Regions from separate parts of the Mus musculus genome. Here region 1 is linked to region 2. The links are chromatin contacts, called in public promoter capture Hi-C maps. All regions are on one chromosome and are shown on one strand. Each heading gives the region's core, a stretch centred on a gene start, on an enhancer-like site or on the middle of the called end of the contact. The rest is flanking DNA. Distances are from core to core; before and after follow the strand shown. Region 1 has its middle 24 kb from the start of Zbtb49. Region 2 overlaps Stx18 (syntaxin 18).

Region 1 (4,511 bases), core at 1,844-4,343, 80 kb after region 2:
AAGTGTAAGCCAAATAAACCCTTTTCTCCCCAAGATATTTTTGGTCATAGTATTTATCACAGCAGTAGAAACCAACCTGGAACAGCCTATCGGCAGGCTAAGGTTGAAGTTGTGCGCCACAGTGCCCAGCTCCCAGCAGGTTCTTTCTAGAAGTAAGGTTGGTGGTGCTTGCTAATAGTCATACCTGGTTGTCATAAGCCAGATGCAGGCCAGGCAGTTCCTAGCCTCCGACACAGCTCATTGTCAATTTGTATCTAGATGCAACTTTATTCACATGTATAAACAATGAGATGGAAGTGACATGAAGCCACAGACTACTATGAAGGTGCACGGTGCACATCTTGAAATGTCTCCTATCCCTTTCCTGTCATGTGCATGGGAGGAAACAGAGGAGAGGAAATGGCAACAGCTGGTTTACACGGATCACCTACATCAGCCAGCATTGCGACCCTCTTACAGAGGAGGAGCTGAGGCAGGCTCAAGGCACAAGGTCAGTGTCAAGGTCCCAGCACGGAGGAGGCTCACATACGCATCAGCACTGACAAATGTGAAGGACGTTCCTTTGTAAGCGATCAGTTCTGTTTTCCCGTGGCTGCTGAGGTCAGAGTCTTTCTAGGGGCCACTCAAAGCATCCCTCCGCCTCAGACAGGTGCAGGTGAAGTCAGACCATCGGTGGTGTGCAGACACGGAGCAACGCCCCAGGCCTGCTTTGACCTGGGAGATGCCTCTTGCCGAAGTCGGGATGCTCAAGAGGCGTAGTTTGGTTCAGGGGAAGGGATTTTCAAAACTTCCTTTATTTTGTTCTTTTGTACCTCACTGGTCAGGCTCTGGTAGAAGGTGTAGCTCCAGCACGTGGGTCAGGATGACAGGACTTGGGACAGGAAAGGATGGGCTGAAACCCCGAGGGTGCCGTGGCTCACACATGCTCCTGTCCTTCCTCAACTCCTGTCTTGTTGCCATGACAGAATGCCCAAGAAAACGCTAAAGAAGGAAGAGCCTTTGCTTTGGCTGGTGGTCTCAGGGCTTGCTGTCCTTGACGGCAGAGGAGGCAGGGCAACAGGAGCAGAAGGCGGCTGATCAAGTTGCATCCAGTCAGGAAGCAGAGATAACTGCTGGTGCTCAGCCTGCTCCCTCCTTATCCACTCTGGGACTCCAGCCATGGTATTATTGTTTGTATTTACAATGGGCTGCTACCATTTCAATTAGCCCTTACTGGATAATCCCCTATTCCTGGAGGTCTGTTTCCATGGTGATTCTAAATCCCATCAAGTTGACAGCTAAGATGAACTGCCACACTCCCTGACTTTCATGGGACTGGACAGGGAGGCTTCAGTAGCCTCTCCAGGTGGGGATAGACCAGGAATCATTCAAGATGCAGCAAAGTCAGGCCCACAGAGGATACTTTGGCCTCCCTGCCTGTCTTAGGTTAAGGCCCTGGAGGGGTCCAAATGACCGTAGGTTGCACACAGTGCATATGTATTCAGGGTCACCATAGACAAAGGGTTGACCAATATGGTAGCTCCAGGAGCTACAGGTGGTAGTGGGAGGGTTGAGGGGCAGCCCTGTATTCCTCAGCAAGGGTCCCCAGTTGAAGACATAGGGTAGCAGCTTCCCGGGGTTCAGGCATATTCCAGGTACATGATTCCTCCCCACATCATGGGTGAGGCCAGGTATCCTCAGACCTCCAAGTTCATGTTAGGGCAACAGCCAAGAACCGGGGATCCTGGGAGAGCAAGTAATTCCTAAAGACTCTCCTGAGCCTAAAACTGGGCCAGATACTGTTTACTTTTTCTGCACATCCCTGACTCCGAAAGAATTAAGCAATTAACCTGCACACCCATGTGTGGTGTGAATAGTGTGAGACTCTAACACTTTGGTGTTTGAATCTCTGGAACACCAGGAACTTAATTAGTTTGCTGCAACCAAGAGGCACAGATTTGGTGGTTTAAACAACAGGAAAGCCCAATTGATCGCCAGCCTGAGGCTGGAGACCTGGCCATGGCCAGGGCTGGCTGGTTCCTTCTGAGGACTGTGATGGCCAAGTGGCTGTCAGGCTTATGGAGGCATCTTGCCCATCCTCAGATGAAGTTCTTGCTGTGTGCATGTCCCTATGTCCAAATGTCCTTCTAAGACACCAGCCACTGGAGCCTGTCCTTCCTCCAGCATGGCCTCATTTTTTACTAATGACATCTGCAGTGGCCCAGTTTCCAAACAAGGTCACATCCTGATGTGCTGGGGGGTTAGGACTTCAGTGTAGCAATGGCACTCTGTGTGTGTGTGTGTGTGTGTGTGTCCAACCCATGTTAGTAACTGATTTTTTACTTAGATTTCTTGTCAAAATACCCCTGGCCATTTGAACAACTGTCATGGAGGGAATGTTGTTTACCACAAACCCCATCTCTACTCTCCATTTCCCATGACTGTGCCATACATATTATGGGCTGGGTACCATTGAAGGGTGAAGGAGGACATTAATGAACAGAGGTGAGAGTGCCACTCTCCTGCCACCCTCACAGAAACGCAACGGCAAGGAGCACCTTAGCCTTCCATGTGCCCTGCAGGCTCTACTCTGGCCTCCTGGGTCACTACTTCTAGCATGGCAGCAAAGCCTGTGAGGTGAGCACAGTCACCCCATTGGCACCGTGCAGAGGAGGAAAGCGAGGCAAGGTGGCAGCAACAGCCGGACAGTGTCTGACCTCAACTAGGTCAGTTCGCTGTAAGGCCTGTACTGCACAATGCAAACCCAGGGCAGCAGGAGAGAGGGGCAAGAAGGGAGAGGTGTGGGCATGGACACTACGGGTGTCTCTGACTAGGACACCAAACACATCGGGCCTACCCGTATGACCAGTTTAAACCTACTTTCCTTGGTAAAGGGCCTTGTCTCCAGTTTGTAGCAGGAGGGTCATAAATTAGTGCATCAGCACAACTCAGTCCTAAATAAACACTAGCTAGTGCCAGAATGTTTTAACCGCCCTAAAGAGAACCCTGGGCCCATTAAGCATTCACATGTCCATTCTCCTCCCCTGTGCCTGGCAGCTGGCTATCTGCTTTCTGTCTTTCGGGACCTGTCCAGTCTAGATGACTCACACAGAATCGTACAGTCATGTAATACATGCACTACATGGCCTTTTCTGTCTGCTATTGTTCACACAGCTCAAGGTTCACAGAGCCATCTGTTTTCCTCCATACTGGAGATTGAACCCAGGACTCTGGGTATACTAGAAAGCTAGGGCCATACTCTCTCAGTAGCCAGAGTCACAAATAACCAGGACCCTTGGGACTTTGCACCAGGTCAGACTGCTACTGTTGTGTGGCTGCTCCCATGTGCACCCCCCTGGCCAAGTAAGTACAGAGCACCTGAAGTGCCAGGAACTGCTAGGAATATTCCTCAGTCTGACTTGTCCATAAGGGAAATCTCAGTGTGGATACTGAACCCAGAGTTGTAGACGATACCCAGTAAGCTTGCTAAGTAACCAAGCAAATTGGGGTGGGGACAGAACCGTTCTCTCCACACAGACTTGCAAGAGGGCTTGAGGAGGCTAAGGTGCAAAAGTGCCTGGTTCTCTGGCAGGGAAACTCCAAGGATTCCCAAGCGCCCAGGCAGAGCAGCCACAGGCCCTTGCCACCAGGCCAGACCATGTTTCTGAGCTTGTGAATGGTGATGCTGCCATCTGCTGGCGAATCGGAAACTTGCAAGAAAAGCAGCCAAGGCAGAAGAGCACCAGCTAGCTCGCAGTCAGAGACACCATCAAGCTGAAAGAACGCATGCTGGACCAGACATTTACACAGGCATTCAGAACGCTGGTACCGACAGCAATTTTTGGTTCATTTTTCATAGTTTATTTTTTTCAGCATCACTTACACATCATAAAACTTACATATGGCAAGTACACAACTAGTGATTTTTTAAAAAAATAAACTTATTTTGCAGTGATGGCAAAGGGAGTTATATGGTGGACCCTAAGAGTCTCACCCCTGGCACACATGTCCTTCTATAGAGGTTTTGACAGGGAACTATGTCAGTGACAATTTATGACAGAATAAGGTCACTCGGAAAGATGTGACTAAATACACATCTGAGGAAAGTATTTGTGAGGAGCTAAACCCACTAAGAAAACAGTGCTACCTTGTTGGGGTGCTGATACAATACAGCGCAGGGCAGGGGGTCTCACCAAGCCCTAGCTATTGGACTTCTTTAACCTTCTCTGTATGTGTACGGCTGAGTGTTGTGCCTGTGGAGGCCAGAGGAGGGCGTTAGATACCTTGGAGCTAGAGTTAAAGGTGGTTTTGAACATCCCAATGCAGAGCTGAACTGAACTGGGGTCATATAACTCCAGAGAGTTCTGAGAGGTCCAGGAAAAGGGGTCATGGTCTAATAGACGTGTAGTTAGTAGTCCCGGGATATAGGGAGTAGACGAAGAAGAAGGGGAGAGATCCAGGGCCTGGACTCTGGGACATTTAATGTTCAGATGTAGACTGGAATCAGCAAGGATGAATTCTGAGTCTGAGCC
Region 2 (4,154 bases), core at 134-2,633:
AGGGCAACCTCGGTGTATGCAGATACTAAGCACTGGGCTGTGGCTCGAATGCAGAAGGCCATGTACTGTCAACATGGTACCTTCCCACGAAGCTGGGATGTGTCCGTGTGACTCTTAGAACCCAGTAGAGGGGCCAGAGCAAAAGTGCACAAGTCACACGTGACCCTCTCTGTTGTCAGAAAGGGATCCTGTTTGGGAAGTAAAATAAATAACTTCCAAGTCTTGTCTTTAGATCTAAGCTGGAACCTGAGCCACATACCAAGAGGAAAGACTCCACATCTGAGAAAGCCCCTCAGAACGCTTCCCAGGACTCTGAAGGAAAGCCTGCTGCTGAGGAGCTGCCAGGTATGACTCAGGATAAAAGTCTTGCGTTGCGCGTCTTCCTTCTGACCTGTCCGCAGGAATACGAAGCAGAGAGGCAGCAGCGGTTCCTGACCCGGGGTGGTGAGCATAGACGCCTAAAGCAGAAGCAGCTGAGAGGCAGCAGTGCTCAGTCTGAGGGCCACACATTCACGTGGACTCTGAAGAAGGGCTGCTGTCCTGTGTTCCTGCTGGGTGGAGACCGAGGAGGCGCCATTGAGCCTTCCTGCTAAAGACAGGTGTAAGCCTCCACAATGGAAGTCTGCACTGGTGGCAGGCAGCTACACTACCCCAGCATGGAGCGTGCTTTCTCAGGGGTCTCCACAGCCAGGCAGCTCCTGGGATAAGATGCAAGGATGGATTTGTATTGCTTGTCATCACAGACAGTGATGTTCCTGACAATCCATGCCAAAGAAATGCCTAGTCTGCATCAAATCAGAATGTCACGGACTGCTTCATTATGTGTACAGTCCATGCACCTCTGGCTAGGGATGCACTGCATCCCTGCATACGGTGTAGCAAGCAAGCAGGTTTCGTGTGGCACCGCTCACTGCCTAGCAGCTCACTGAAGCTGTGAGGCCTGCCTGAATGTTTTCTCTGCTGTGTCTGACCACTGGAGGGTCATAGCCTCTTTTCTTTAGAAGACCCAGAAAGGCTCAGAGCCCAGGCTACTTTTCCAGGGTGAAAGCTCTTAAATACTCTCTGGTCCAAGACTCACTGGTGTGTGGCCTGGCTCTCAAGCCCACCTCTCTCTCATGATTCCCTGCATTTCATACGTGTTCCACATGCACGCATCATGGCTCACCACCCTGGAGGATGCCAGAGGCCCCCTGTGCAGTGGGAACAGCACTTTTGGAGCCTTTCATTGTTCCACACATCCTGACTGAGTGACAGGCCTGACTTGCATTGGATCTTTGGGGGTGTGTGCTTTTGTGAGTATTTTAATAGGCGAGGAAGCTAAGAGTCAGAGAAGTTATATAACAGCTCAAAGTCCAGCACTGAAGAAGCACAGCAGCCTTCCATGTGGGTGGTTCTGTTTGCACAGCCTCAGCCTATTCCTGGCTCAGAGCTGCTGAGGTGCAGTATGCAGGGGCTCTGTTTACTTCTGTGCCTGCCCAGGGCTTTCCCACAGTCCCATGGGCACAGCTCCCCAGAGGACAAGATGGGCATCCTAACTCCATTTACTGAAGCTGGATGCAGCAGCCACAGTCAGTCTTTCACCTACTCAGGCTGGTGACAGCAGGAAAAGCCAGTGCTGCCTGAGGGCCTAGAGACAGTGCATCTCATGGAAAGATACCCAATTATACTGCTGACCTCAAACCTACACTGCATGTGGTGCCAGGCCTTGGAACTTCATAGTTAGTGGAAATGGCTCTTCTTTGGGCTCATAGGGAAACAAGTGAGGGAGGTCCATATGCCAGCGCCCTTCCACTGTGGTGCCTGTGAAGGTGAGGAGAGTGGTGGTGTTCCTATGCTCAGCCTTGGACTCCACATGATCAGAAAGTTGTCTTCTGACTGGTTGAGCTGTGAGCAGTTGTGAGCAGCGTACAGGAAACAGAGCACATGTGGACAAGAGCCCCTGGGCCCTACGCTCATGGTGCTCACTGAGCATCACTGTGGCTGTTAAACATGGGAGCACGGAGATCAGCACTAGTCATGGGGCTTGCATTCAAAGGAGACCAAGAGAATGCAAAGACAGCCCACAGAATCTGATGATGCACTTCCATCCACATGGGTGGACACACAGGCTTTTCAACTGAAAGCTAAAAACACACCCAGCTGGAAATGGCAAAGGATCTGAATGGTGGTTTCTTTATTAATTGAAAAAAATTCTAATACAGTATATTCTGATCATGTCTCCCCTCCTCTGACTCCTCTAAGCTCCTGCTCACCTACCCAACACCACATCCTTCCTCTCTGTGTGTCTTTAGAAAACAAACAAACAAACAAACAAACAAACCAAAGTTGATTGTTAAAAGTTAAGAAAACACACACAATCAAATGCAAAATCCCTAAAACCAGAGGGGATGGCAGTTTCTTAAGAACATCTGTGTGACAAATAAGCATCCTAAAGGGCCTAGCATCACCAGTGACCAGGGGCCTCAGAGGGGCCAGTGTGGGAAAGGCCACATGCACGGCGCTGGGGAGGCGCTGGGGAGGCATCCTCATGAAGTTTGCAGCTGAATTCAAGTTTGCCTTTGGAGCTCAGCATGGTAGGACTCCACTGGGCATTCCAAAGCTGGAGTGGGCCATGGTATGGATGATATCCAAAAAGCTCTGACACTGCCAAGAGGTGGCATGGAAGCTGACAGGCTGGACAGTAATCTCTTGCCACAACCCAGACACAAGACCCCTGCCACTGGGGACCGCCTCCAACCCCCATGGAGTGACGAGTGTTCCCGTCACATTTTGGACTCTGCAGCCATTTGGGTGTGTGGGATGGGAGCTTGGTAAAACTTACAGCCTTGAGGCTGAAGAGCTGGTGGAAGGCATTGCTGCCTGAGGTGAGTGCAGCTCCATGTACACTCTGACAGCAAGGTGGGGGAAGCGAGTCCACATACCTAAATGTGTTGGGCCTTTGGGGCCTGCCTGCTGGGTGTTCAGGTGGAAACAGGGTATTGATGGGGTGAGCAGGGAGACTTAGGACTAGGAGCTCGGGGGATCTTGGGAAATAGGCAGTGTGGTGCCCTAGCCTGGGTGCACCTCTGAAGGAAGTGGAGAGGAGGGGAGAAGCAGGCCAGACAGGCCAGGGAAAGACCTGCACCCAGCTTTCATGTGCTGTCTGTTTCCTGGCTATGCTCTTTTTTGTACCTCAGGCTTGATCCTGACAGGGAAAATCCTCCCCTACAGCCAGCTCTCCTTCACATGGCTGTGTCTGCCCTTTCCAGCGTGCCAGTAGAAAGTGTTTCTTCCTGTGTGTGGACATCTGCTAAGTATGCTGCGAGTGACAGTTTTCAAGCCCAGCCTGTGGGGATGTGTCTTTTACTTAGCCTTTCAGTATTTATTTCCTTTTGAAACCTGAGTTGTCACTCACATGAGCATGTTCTGGTACCAAAAAAGATGGTATGGATCTAGGCAAGGGATGATCTACTGTCTGTCATACTCCCTCTGCCACTTGGCACTTGTCATTTAGTCAGCAAGTTCACACTTCTGCTCCTGGTTGGCCTACCTCCTCCAGCATTAAGGCCTTTTCCTTAAACCTTCTGCCTGGCAAGGCTGCATTCTTCATGTCTGTGGTCAATTGTTTTCCCATCTTGGTTTCTGGGTATTCAGATGTGTTTCTCTAGTGAGTCATGGTTGCTGCCCCTGAGGAGCTCGATGTTGCCGGGGAAGATAGGGTTTTAGCTCCTACACGAAAGTAGCGTCCTGGGAAAAACAAAAGTGGGGACAGAGTTCAGCAGAGTGTCCTGGGACCTCAGGAAGAGGTAGCCCTGAGCAACGTAGACAGCAACTAAGAAAGAAGCTTAGACAGCCATAGGCAGAAGAGATAGAACAAGAACACTGAAGGGCAGAGTGATGGAGGCCTCGTGGGTGTAGTCACTGAGCCCTTGAGTGATGGAGGCCCTCGTGGGTGTAGTCACTGAGCCCTTGAGTGATGGAGGCCCTCGTGGATGTAGTCACTGAGCCCTTGAGTGATGGAGGCCCTCGTGGATGTAGTCACTGAGCCCTTGAGTGATGGAGGCCCTCGTGGGTGTAGTCACTGAGCCCTTGAGTGATGGAGGCCCACGTGGATGTAGTCACTGAGCCCTTGAGTGATGGAGGCCCTCGTGGGTGTAGTCACTGAGCCCTTGAGT

The links. Capture Hi-C pulls out chosen DNA fragments and counts their contacts.
Region 1: a contact with region 2 is called in a promoter capture Hi-C map of pancreatic islet. The contact joins two enhancer-like sites. A contact is called at or near these places in 38 of 484 Hi-C or Micro-C datasets (the 3T3-L1 cell line, the AML12 cell line, the Patski cell line and 23 more), 3 of 115 datasets of contacts at active chromatin or transcription factors (embryonic basal ganglia, embryonic stem cells and neural progenitor cells) and 3 of 9 other capture datasets (adipose tissue, liver and pancreatic islet).

The regions. Positions count from the first base shown.
Region 1 is chr5:38,193,963-38,198,473 of GRCm38.p6, forward strand. It overlaps a transcript of Zbtb49 not described here. Among named protein-coding and RNA genes, the nearest start is that of Zbtb49, 24 kb to the right of the region's middle. Within about 2 kb of position 3,094, at least 23 of the 459 cell types and tissues checked have an H3K27ac peak or open chromatin away from gene starts, as enhancers often do. A contact at or near this core is called in pancreatic islet, where this site is marked.
Region 2 is chr5:38,115,853-38,120,006 of GRCm38.p6, forward strand. Stx18 (syntaxin 18) reads left to right here. Exons shown (of 11, transcript NM_026959.3): 6 at 233-345. Among named protein-coding and RNA genes, the nearest start is that of Nsg1, 42 kb to the right of the region's middle. Within about 2 kb of position 1,384, at least 40 of the 459 cell types and tissues checked have an H3K27ac peak or open chromatin away from gene starts, as enhancers often do. A contact at or near this core is called in pancreatic islet, where this site is marked.